2 separate regions of the Arachis hypogaea genome follow, and region 2 is linked to region 1. The links are chromatin contacts, called in public Hi-C maps. All regions are on one chromosome and are shown on one strand. Each heading gives the region's core, a stretch centred on a gene start, on an enhancer-like site or on the middle of the called end of the contact. The rest is flanking DNA. Distances are from core to core; before and after follow the strand shown. Region 1 has its middle 23 kb from the start of LOC112702479. Region 2 holds the start of LOC112702482 (ribulose bisphosphate carboxylase/oxygenase activase 1, chloroplastic).

Region 1 (6,280 bases), core at 1,498-3,997:
GTTATGGTGATTTGAAGATCAAAGGGAGTTAGGTTTTCTCTCTTCTCTTCTCTCTTCTCTATTTCAGCGCCCAACACTCATTCTTTTCTCTCTTCTCTTCTCTCTTCTCTAAATTGTTCTTGGTCATAGGATTATTAAAAAGGACATTAATAATTCGAAAAGATAAAATATATATATATATATATATATATATATATATATATATATATATATATATATATGGTTTTTATTGGATGAAGATTAATAGATCTCAATAAATTATATATATAGATGGTGCATATAGAGATATGACAATTGAACTGACTCACTCTGAGAATTTCTAATGGTTATAATTACGGCATATTTGTCAATAGAATATTCTCAAGATGAATATAGTAATAGAGTTTCCTTTGACCTACGACTATCATAGTAATTAACAATGTATTTATTATACTTTGATTCCGAACACCTAATACCCTAGGGTGCTAGTTGAATGGATATTGGGTATGATTTAAATACTTGTAGAATTGATTAGTCAATAAGAAATCCGTCAACTCTCGGTAAAGAGTTTGAGCTCTATAATTATAATAGCTGAGATGAATAAAATCTTGGTCAATAGGATTGAATAAATGAATAAATGAGTTTCTTAAGTCATTCACAGTTCATTATAATAATGGTAATAAGTTAGAGTTTGACAATTAAACCATACTTTAAGGGTTAACCAAGAGCTGGAAAGATGGAAGGAATTATACTTTGTTCTTCTAAGGTTCTTAGTAAAAATATATTACTTCATACTATCGGGTCGTTGAGGACTGTTGCTAGACGCCAACCTTGATTAGTAAATTTAGTACGATTAATTTATTACCCGCTTAGTATTGAACCTATGGGGTCACACTCGTTAGTGTTCTAATATTTGCTATAAAATTATTTAATTATTATTTTGATTTGATCAAATAAATAATTATATTAATTCAAATGAAATATTATTATATTTTTTGCTAGCACCAAGAATATAATAATAGTATGATAATTGAGAATATTAAATAAGATTTGAGAATAATTAGTTATTCTGTTTCTAAATTTGGATGAGGACCTAATTGATTCTGTTTTCAAATTGAGTTATGATATAATTCATAAATTTGAAGGATTCAGATTTAAAATTTTAAGATATGATTTAAATTTGAATTGAGATTCAAATTTAAAATTAATAACAAATCTCATACACGCCAAGAGTACAAGAAAATAGAGAGAATAACAAGAGTTTTATTCCTTTACCTTTACACACATAAACGTATGTGAGCCTGATTTTTAGAGAAGAATTTTATAGCGTGCAAAGAGTTGCACGAGATTTCTCAATTTAGATTAGATGTCCATTGGTCAAGAAGTTGACAGTAAATGTTGGTCTCGGTGTGGATACGCATAGAGTATTCATACAATCGAAGAATAAAGTTTTTACTAAAGCATCTAAAGGTATTTAGATCTGATTTATATATTATTATTGGAATAAAGTTTAGGCACAAAATAGATCTTTAGGATTACCTTCTTTTCTTCCACTGCGTGTTATGAACACATGGTAATCCTTCAAACTTATCGACAACGAATTCTTTTTATCATTTTAAGTTATTTGTTTAGGTTGTTACTTTTTAAATATTAAGTTATTTGCAGTTTATTCTTTTAAATTATAAATTATTATTTATTTAAGTTGTTATTTTTTAATTTTAAGTTATTTTTTTAGGTTGTTATTTTTTAAATTTGAAGTTATCTACTTAGATTGTTATTTTTTAAATTTTTAAATACACTTTTTTAAGATGTTAAATATTTAATTTTTAATGTTGTTGAACTAATTTAAAAATTTTATTTATAAATTATTTATTTGGATTACTACTTTTTAAAATTTTAAATCATAATTATATTTTATTCTTATTATAATAGTATTATTCTTTTATTTAAAAAAATTAATAAATTATAATTTTTTTAAAAAACTAAGTTCAAGATTAACATACTTTAAATGTACTGATATTTTTATTATTATTATTATTATTATTATTATTATTATTATTATTATTATACCTACACAGATTTCATGAAAAAAAATCATTCTATCTTTATTTGTTTGATGGATAAAAAATATCTATTATTAATCCAACTCATTTTTTAAAAAATTTTCAAATCAAATACCAAAAAGGCCCACAAACTTAATCACTTCTATTATGCTAACATATTTAATATTATTAAGTATCAAATAAGGACAATATCTAAAATCTCTATAGGTATTGCAGGAGTTGTTTCTCTCTCTCCAAACACTGCTTACATACGTAACCCTCCAGTAATGGCCACATCACTTCCACACATGAGGAATAAGATAATCTTCCTCATCGTAGAACTCACCATATTTTAATGATTTAATTATGTTTAGTAATATATTTGAACAACATTTACTGAAAGTGTTGCATTCTTACAATATTTTTGTGATTTAACTCACTTTTTTTGTCTACGATATCTCTCAATTTGATAGATTAAGTATTAACCGTCGTGGATCTGAACTCCATTTAAGAGTTTACTATTGACCAATAGATCAATGCATGCACAAGACGAAATTCGAACCTCCAATACTTATTTAAACGAACAAATGAGCTTTTCACTTAACTAACCTAATTTTTTTTTTGGTAATTACCTAAGTTGGTTTCAACTCTCACATTTTATTCCCCACTTGGTAGTCCAACAAGGAGCTATCTGATTATTTATTTTATGACTTGGGCCTTGGTCCACAATAATGGTTTTGGTCTCGTATCCCGTTGTTGTTTATTGGGCTTGTGAGGGTTGCATCAACATATGTCATGAGAAGGCAACCAGTAGAATTGTTGCAAATAATTAACTTGAGTTTGTCAATTAGTGAGTTTATTTGTTCGTTTAAATAAATGTCATAATAATAAAAAATAAATAAATATCATAGATTCGAATCTTATTTTATATATATAATAATTTATTAGACAACAATAAATTTTTAAATAAAATTTAAATTATCAATAAATTAACCCTTGACTTGCTGACTTAAAAAATACTGTAAAAAAAATTGTTGCAAGTACCTTACACTGGTCACGTTTCACAATTTCACAATCTAAATATCTGGGATTGCTGATAGTAAATATACGGCACAGATCAAAGAAAACAAAATTAATATCAGACAATGTAATGAAAGGAAAGTATTGTTTAAGGCAATTCTTCGATACTCCGACAACAAGGATAACAAATTAGTAGTAATAGTGTAATAATAACTTGACGTGTTAATTGTGACGTTATTACATGACGCACGCACGCATCTCTTTTATTTTATTTTTTAATTATTCTCAATGTACAAATCATTTTTTATATAAGTTTGTACAAGTCATTTTATCCTAATTCATTTCACGCATCTCTTAATTTAACTAACTTTTTAATCAACGAGTGAATATATAACTGTCTTTTTTAAAAGAATTTTATTTCTATTTTTAAATTTTTTCAACGATTTCAATCTACGTTTTCTTTTAATCTGTATTTCTTTTTGTTTGTTCTCTACATTTTTGAAATCAAGCTCTAAAATTAGTTTTGAACAATTATCTCATTATTGAAGATAATGAATAATTCAAGTTCAGATTGTCAATTATTGAACCAGAACGAAGTTGATTATTATTTTGAATCCAATCAAGTGACTGAGGTGTGATTCAATTCTAATTAATATTTTCATTAGTAGTTATAATTCTGTAGGTGAATAATGTTTTTATTTGTGAAAATTGTTATTCATCGTTGATGATTTGAATTGAATATAATATAAAAGTTCTGCATTAAAGAAAACATTTTTCTATATTTGCAGTAAATTTTGGTATAACACAAAGATATTTGAGTGTATTATTTAAGAATTTTTGGTTTATGTATGCTGATAAGTTCTGTATAATTCAAAACTCTTCTTCCCCCTCTTCCTCATCTTCTGCTGCTTTTTCTTCTTCTTTTTCATCATCATCTTTTTTTTTCTTGTTTTATCTTCTCAAGTTTCTTCTTGTTTTATTCTCTTAATAAGAATAAAAACAAAAAAATCAAATAAAGAAGAAGAAGAAATACATAATGGTACAAAATTACTTGAAAGAGGATAACTTACATTCATTCACCTAAAAAAGAAAGAAATAAAGAAAAAAGAAGAAAGAAAAAATGCATCATTAGAGAAAATATTTTTCTGTATTTGTAGCAAATTTGGGTGTAACACAAAGATATTTGAGTGTATTATGTAAGAATTTTCGGTGTATGTGTACTGATAAGTTCTGCATAATTCAAAACTCTTCATCTTCCTCCTCCTCATCTTCTGCTGCTTTTTCTTCATTTTTTTCATCATCATCACCATCTTCTTCTTCTATTTTTTTATTCATCTTTTCTTTTTAATTTTACCATATCAAATTTCTTCTTGTTTTACTCTCTTAACAAGAATAAAAACAAAAAAATCAAACAAAGAAGGAGAAGAAATACTTAATGCTGCAAAATTACTTGGAAGAGGATGAACTTATATTTATTCAATTAAAAGAAAGAAAGAAATAAGAGAAAAAAAAAAAGAAAAAATGCAGCACTAGAGAAAATATTTTCCTATATTTGCAGCAAATTTAGATGTAACACAAAGATATTTGAGTGTATTGTTTAAGAATTTTCGGTGTATGTGTGTTGATAAATTCTACATAATTCAAAACTCTTCATTTTTCTCTTCCTCATCTTCTGCTGCTTTTTCTTCTTCATCTTCTTATTTCATTTTTTCATAATTCTTTTCGAATTCAATGTCGCAACTTCTTTCATTTTTCGCGACGATTTTAAGAGATTTTTGAGAGATTTTGATCATTGTTTAAATTTTGAGCATTGCGATTTTGATTGAAAAGAACCGTTTGCGTTATTTAAGAGTTAGGAAAGCGTATATTTACACAATCTAAACTGAAGATCATTTTTGTTAGATTTGGACCAATTTATATGAACTTGTATACCAAAAAAAATTATATGTCTAACAGATGTCTTTATTTTTATAGACACCGGTTCATTTGTTTGATTGAAGAAAAATAAGTTTAATTTTGTTTAATATATATAACAAAGTTTAAATGTGTGATTTTGTATTAAAATTAAGAAATAACAAAGAATATAGATTCATTTAGCAACACATACAGCAACAACTTTCAACATCCATTTAGCATCTTTGACCTTTTAAAAAAAAATTTAAGAGTCATTATTTTTAAAATACTTATCGTGCTAGTATTTAATATAGATTCTTTTTAAATTAAGATAAAATAATATTGAGAAATCTTATATTTTTTAATTTTAAAATTAATTCATCACATTAATATTGTTCTTTAAATTTTATCTTATAATATATATAAATAACTTGATGAATATGAATAATAAGTATCATGCTTATAAAATAATTTTTAGAAAAACTTTTATTAAAGAAAAAATCTGATTTTAATGTATTTATTGATTGATAAAGGTTAACAAATATTTTGAACAAAAATTTAATTTAATTGTACTAATATTATATATTTTGTGTTAAAAAATATTGACCTTTCCAAAATATTTTCTCAAGCTTCGGATCCTCCTTCTCTGGTTTTAGGTTTTCCCACTAAGAAAACTTAACACTCGTGCTGAACATGCAATAACTCATAATACCGAGGAATAATGAGTTATGGGTAGTGCTAGGAAGATAATGGTCTAAGCGTATAATGTGTACAATGGGTTAAATCTTTGGTCCATGAATAAAATGAACATTATCCACACTATTCAGAATAACCATCCGGATACTAGGGATAATAAACATCTCATATCATAAAATCACTCATCCCAAAAACTTAAGTTGATTTTGGAGTTTACCAAAGATCGAATACTTGATCTTTCGGATCTACAACTCTAATACCATATCATGAACCCACTCATCCCAAAAGCATAACCTGACAAGACAATCTAACACTAATGGTCATATCTCTAATATTTCTTAAATCTCCATTGTACACATTGTACGTTTAGACCATTGGCTCCCTATACTTTTCCATGAGTTATACATGAAAACATACATGTAGGTCCATGATTTGCTCTACTGTTGACCGTAAGATCAATCTCTTTGGCTCAAGTATTTCCACGCATCGCTTTAGTTTGTTAGTGAAATGTTCACATTTATATTAGATCTTTTCCCATCTGCGTTCACATACATTTTTTCATAGACCCCAAGAGACCAAAACGACAAACTAAGGGGACCAATGCCTGTCGTACGGAAAAGTAACAATGCAATACTATCATACGACAAAGC
Region 2 (6,280 bases), core at 1,737-4,236, 210 kb after region 1:
GGGCTGCGGACGGGGCTGGACTCCACCGAACTGCGGTAAAATCCTGTCTATCTGATGCCACTCTATCACGGTAAAGTATATCAGTGAGGTCACAGACCGCCACATTGCCGTATGCCGAGGCTCCAACACCTCCGGACAGACAACCTGCACTACCTCGGGAGAGCTATATGGCATCCACATAAACTGCAGAAAGATTCCAACATTGTCAGGCCAATTCATGATCCAAAATCATAAAGTTTAATTAATTAAATAAACATAGCCGATTAGTATACTCACATCACTAGGCTGTAACATGTCTATCCTCAGTCTCCACATCTGCACTCTAGGTCCCTTCTCGCTACCGGAAGGATTGTAACCTGACCACCTGCATCTCACATCGGTGTTATAGCTAATTAAAAGTGTGACAGCTTTGTATAACATAAGAAGCGTACATGGAATAAACTATTTTAAATTGAAATAGAAAAGTCTGAGTACGGTACCTCGAGGCCAACGGCCAGTTGCACGTATCATACCCAGCAGGCCTAAACCTAGGAAAGCGCCAAAAAATCTAGGACTGAAGTAACTGAAGTAGGACTGAAGTAACTGAAGTGGGCCCGCTAACTTCTCTACATGTCTGTTCGCCACTCGGCACATGCACCGGTACAACCATGCTAGTGCTGCAGACTCCCAGCTGTAGGTACCCATCTCCTCAAGCCTAGCTACGTAGGGAAGCCATCTGATGTGAATGCGGTTGCCGAACTTGTCGGCAAACAGCTGAGTACCCAACAACATCATGATATATGCACGAGCAAAGCGCCGCACAGTCTCCTCATCGGCTCCCGCGGGGCACTCTCCAAAAGTCTCCTGGAACAAGGTGCAGTTTACAACGAACTTCTGAACTTGGCTCAGAGGAGGAATCACTCCAAGCAACTCCTGGAACCACAACCAAGCAGGACGGCCACCCTCGATGTATATTTGGAAATCTGTAAGGCAACCACTGACATAGCGCCCGTCCACTGGCAACCCCAACTGGTACGCCACATCCTGAAGTGTGATCGTAAACTCTCCGAATGGCATGTGGAAGGTGTGCATCTCCGGACGCCACCGCTCGACGAATGCACTAACAAGGGGCTCATCTAATCAGAACCATCTATCGTTCAGCCTCGTAAGATGGTATAATCTGGCCATCTGCAAGTACGGAACGTATCTCTCATCGAGTCACTGCCCTGCTGCCTCCGCATACTCGAGATGCAACGCTGGGGCTGTCAAAACATGGACCGCATACAAAAGCAATATAATAAACCACATACAAAAGCAGTATAATAAACCACTACCAAGACCGCATGCAAATCCACTTACATAAACCGCATACAAAACCACTAACATAAACAAGATCAAAGACCACCGACATAAACCGCTAACATAAACTGCTAACATAAACTATCAACAAAACTTATCTACAAAACCACTAAAATCAACTGAACGCAATACCACTAACAAAAACCATTAATAGAAATCGTTAATGTAAACCGCTAACATAAACCACATCCAAAGCCACTAACAATCCCACATGTAAAATCACTAAACAAAAACCACTAACAATACCACATGCAAAGCTAGTAACAGAAACCGCTAAATTAAACCACCTACCAAACCGCAAACAAAACCACTTTAATAAACCACATGCAATACCACCAACAAAAACCACGTGCAGAACCACAAAAATATAGCACCAGGAAAAAAAATCACTAACTCGTCATTGATGACCCCGGCAATATGAGCCATTCCATCCAACCGATATAGTCTACCTGGATCGTCCTCCATCAGCTAAATAGTCTGCTCGAGCCTTTGTCGAAGCGAATCTGGGTCGTTTTCTCTGGAATTTGGTGGGGTCTGAGAGTGGAGAAGTGATTCGAATGGGGTGTATTCGAATTCCTTTTATAGTAAAATCTAGTGTAATTCGAAACAGGTCAATTCGAATTACTACTAGTGGCGAAACAAGGATAGTTCGAATCAACTTGTGTCGAATTAACTAGGTATAATTCGAATTGCATCAAGTCGAATTATGTAGACTTCTTGTGTGATAGTAATTCGAATTGCATCGATTCGAATTATGCATGTTTCACGTCTGCATGTAATTCGAGATTGCTTGATTCGAATTACATAGGATTCAAGTTCGAAATGAGGTGATTCGAGCTACATTAATATGTGCATTGGTTGATTGGTGAATCAATTTTTCTTTTGGCTGAATCCTGTAATATGTATCTCCACATGGCTTATTTCAGTTTTTTACCCTTAATATTATGACTTTTTATCAACTAAAAGTAAAAAAAAATAGAGTGAATGGTCAAATTAATCCCTGAAATATCACGCGTTCTCCAAATTAGTCCCTGTAAGATTTTTTTAATCAAATTCGTCTTTTAAAAAAATTAAATTAGTCTTGTTAGTCTTTCCATCACTTTGTTTGTTGATTATGTCAAAATTTGCTATTTTAACAGGTTAAGTGGTACCCCAACATACACCTAGAAGTCTTAATTGACTATTAACATGATTAGTTTATGAAATTAGATAAAATCAACCCTAAATTGAGGGATTCCAATGTCTCAAGTTTTTTTCTACCATTAGGTTTTGATTTGATATAATTTCATAAACTTATTATGTTAATAGTCAATAAAAATTTCTAGGTGTGTGTTGAAATATCACTTAATGTGTCACATTAGCAAATTTTGACACCATCAACAAATAAAATGACGAAAGAATTAACATGACTAATTTAAAATTTTTAAGGACGGATTTAATTAAAAAAAATTTCGAAGATCAATTTAAAAAACAAATAATTTTTTAAAGACTAATTCAATCGTTTACTCAAGTAAAACATCACTTCTAAATCTTTCCAAACGGAGCCTTAATATACTATACTAGCTAGATAATAATCAACAATTCATTGGCGGTCTTCATTCAATTACATGCCCATTTCTTACAAGATAGTTTAATGAAATTGAAAATTGAATCATTTGGCTTATACGAGTCACAAATTAAATTTGGCACCTCACATTTTTTGTTTAAGTTGACCAAGTTGAAATAAGTATTTGTAGCAACTTTATCATCTTGTGGAAGAAATTAGACACAAGCCATAGGATTGAACATGAAGAGATGGATTATTGCTCCTATTTTGTGTGGTAGTAAACTCTCCTCATTATTGGTGGATCAGGAAATGGCTCAAATTCCAACCAAAGAATATCTGTCTCGTAAGGGTAACTTATTATATCTTGGAGACAACATATGTCTTCCACGTGGCTTAAAAACTAATCTTCACTGTGTGGATGTTAAGGATTCTACAACCAATCTTGAAAGATATTCTCTTATATTCCTTTCTCTTAACTCAACTTAGTCACTATAATAAGTCTTTATAGTGTTCATTATTTCCTCTGTAGTAAGTACGATTACTCTCTGCTGCTACAAGAACAATAACACAGCCATGGCTGCTTCAGTTTCAACCATAGGAGCTGTCAAAGGAACTCTAGTATGATACTTTTACCTTACTTTGTTACTTTCAATTAATTCTATTCACTCAATTTATCACTTCTAGTTTTAAATTATGTATAAGATTAAGATAGTAATTGGATTGGATGCAGTGTGAATTAGTAATCAGTTATAAATACCAAATTAGAAAAATAATGATCAAGCGGACTATGGATACATACATATCATTAATTTGTGAGTTATCAATATATCTAGATGCGATTCATGATTTCTTGTATAGTTAAAAAAACTTGATTAGAGTTTTGAATAGAGTAGTAACTCTTAATGTAATTTCACATTGCAGGTGAGTTTGAATGGTTCTGGAGCTGTGGCTTCATCAGTTCCCAGTTCATCAGCTTTCTTTGGAAGCAGCTTGAAGAAGGTTACATCAAGAATCCCCAGCAGCAACAAGGTTTCCTCCGGAAGCTTCAAGATTGTGGCGGTCGATGAGGACAAGAACAAGCAGACAGATGAGGACAGATGGAGAGGGTTGGCCTATGATATCTCAGATGACCAGCAAGACATCACAAGAGGGAAGGGTATGGTTGATCCTCTCTTCCAAGCTCCAATGGATACTGGCACTCACTATGCAGTCATGAGCTCCTATGAATACCTCAGTACCGGCCTCAAAACGTGAGTGAGTCAAAGATCAATAAATTTATATGGCACATTCAGATAATGAATAATGTTATTAGAACATAATCAATCAGAGATTATGTACAAATAACATTACCCTTTTTTCTTCGAACCTAAAGACTGACGATGGAGTGGAGTTTGATTTTAGGTACATGGACAACACGAAGGACGGATTTTACATTGCTCCTGCTTTTATGGACAAGCTTGTTGTCCACATCAGCAAGAACTTCATGACTCTGCCCAATATCAAGGCATGTTAACTTTTATTAACTTATTGTTGGTTAAAATATGTTACTTCTTTTAGTTGATATATATAGTTCTTCATGATTTAAACAGGTTCCTCTCATTCTTGGTATCTGGGGAGGCAAAGGTCAGGGAAAATCTTTCCAATGTGAGCTTGTGTTTGCCAAGATGGGAATCAAGTGAGTTAGTTATTACTATATCATCATTCGTTCACGGATATAAAATATATAATAAAAATAAGTTAAATAATACATGTATTTATAGATAACCCGTGTAATATACTAGCATTCCTTACATGTTGAGTATATGATGACATGACAGCCCGATCATGATGAGTGCCGGAGAACTCGAAAGCGGAAACGCCGGAGAGCCGGCAAAGCTGATAAGGCAACGGTACCGCGAAGCAGCGGACATAATCAAGAAGGGAAAGATGTGCTGCCTCTTCATCAACGATCTAGACGCAGGAGCAGGTCGTATGGGTGGAACTACGCAGTACACGGTGAACAACCAGATGGTCAACGCCACCCTGATGAACATCGCCGATAACCCCACGAATGTTCAGCTCCCAGGAATGTACAACAAAGAAGAGAATCCTCGAGTTCCCATCGTGGTCACCGGTAACGATTTCTCCACCCTCTATGCTCCCTTGATTCGTGACGGCCGTATGGAGAAGTTCTACTGGGCGCCAACGAGAGAGGACAGGATTGGTGTCTGCACCGGAATCTTCCGTACCGACAATGTTCCTCCTGAGGACATTGTTAAACTTGTGGACACTTTCCCCGGCCAATCTATTGGTAACTTGATCTTCTTCCCTAAACTTATTAATGTTGAAAATTTGAGACATTAGTGGTGAGTTAATGTTGGGAATGCAGATTTCTTTGGAGCACTGAGGGCTAGAGTGTACGATGACGAAGTGAGGAAGTGGGTATCTGGTGTTGGAGTTGATGGAGTTGGGAAGAAGCTAGTGAACTCAAAGGAAGGACCACCAACGTTCGAGCAACCAAAGATGACGTTGGCAAAGTTGTTGGAGTACGGAAACATGCTTGTCCAAGAGCAAGAGAATGTGAAGAGAGTCCAATTGGCTGACAAGTATTTGAACGAAGCTGCTCTTGGCGATGCCAACCAAGATGCTATTAAGAGTGGTTCTTTCTACGGTTAGTACCCAAAATCTTCTCTTAATAATATGCTTGTCACATAAAATAATTTAATAAAAATAAAAATGTATGCAGGGAAAGCAGCGCAACAAATTGGTGTTCCTGTCCCCGAAGGATGCACTGATCCAAATGCTTCAAACTTCGACCCAACCGCTAGAAGTGATGATGGAACCTGCCTATACACATTCTAATAAGTTTACGAATCGGAGAGAAATGCAAAGATTTGGATAATCAAATAACTTTGTTGTTATATTCTTAATCTACTGGATGGATCATTATCCTCTAATAATAATAATAGTTTTGGGTTATTATTGTGCATCATGCATATCAAATCAAATTCTTCCGATCCCTCTCTCTATCTCTATCTATATAAAATTGCCGAGCCAAAATTCATATTCAGAAATTAAGAACAAGTATTTCTTTATCTACTAATGGCCTTCTTGGAGTCACGAATTTTAAGCTGCGAAGTGCAAATTCCCTTGGTTTAATTTTTTGGAAAATTGAATGAGAAGACATACGGCTCAAAAGTCTTGTTCATACTATACGTAGAAAGAGACATGAGGACCAAGTACAAAATAGAAAAATACACAAAATAAGTATTCCTAGCAGCAACATGTCAGATCTCCGTCTCTTCCTTTGTTTTTCTTTTTTTGTTCAAGAACAAATCTCTTCTCTGACTGTGAGAGAGGCTGAAGCTAATGTTTGTTTTTTGAGCTTGGGTTTGGCCCTACAAAGTAGTTTTCTGG

Evidence for each region. Hi-C and Micro-C count contacts between places; a contact is called where the count stands out from the background.
Region 2: a Hi-C map of an unstated tissue shows a contact between it and region 1, with 3 times the contacts expected there. The contact joins the promoter of LOC112702482 here to the enhancer-like site in region 1. A contact is called at or near these places in 4 of 8 Hi-C or Micro-C datasets (leaf and an unstated tissue).

Annotation. Positions count from the first base shown.
Region 1 is chr7:11,848,369-11,854,648 of arahy.Tifrunner.gnm2.J5K5, forward strand. No RefSeq gene overlaps it. Among protein-coding and RNA genes, the nearest start is that of LOC112702479, 23 kb to the left of the region's middle. Within about 2 kb of position 2,748, at least 3 of the 3 cell types and tissues checked have open chromatin away from gene starts, as enhancers often do.
Region 2 is chr7:12,060,425-12,066,704 of arahy.Tifrunner.gnm2.J5K5, forward strand. It overlaps LOC112702482 (ribulose bisphosphate carboxylase/oxygenase activase 1, chloroplastic), which reads left to right and starts at 2,987. Exons shown (of 7, transcript XM_025753531.2): 1 at 2,987-3,502; 2 at 3,806-4,134; 3 at 4,286-4,388; 4 at 4,474-4,559; 5 at 4,702-5,174; 6 at 5,253-5,534; 7 at 5,610-5,866. The coding sequence starts at 3,458. The coding sequence ends at 5,725.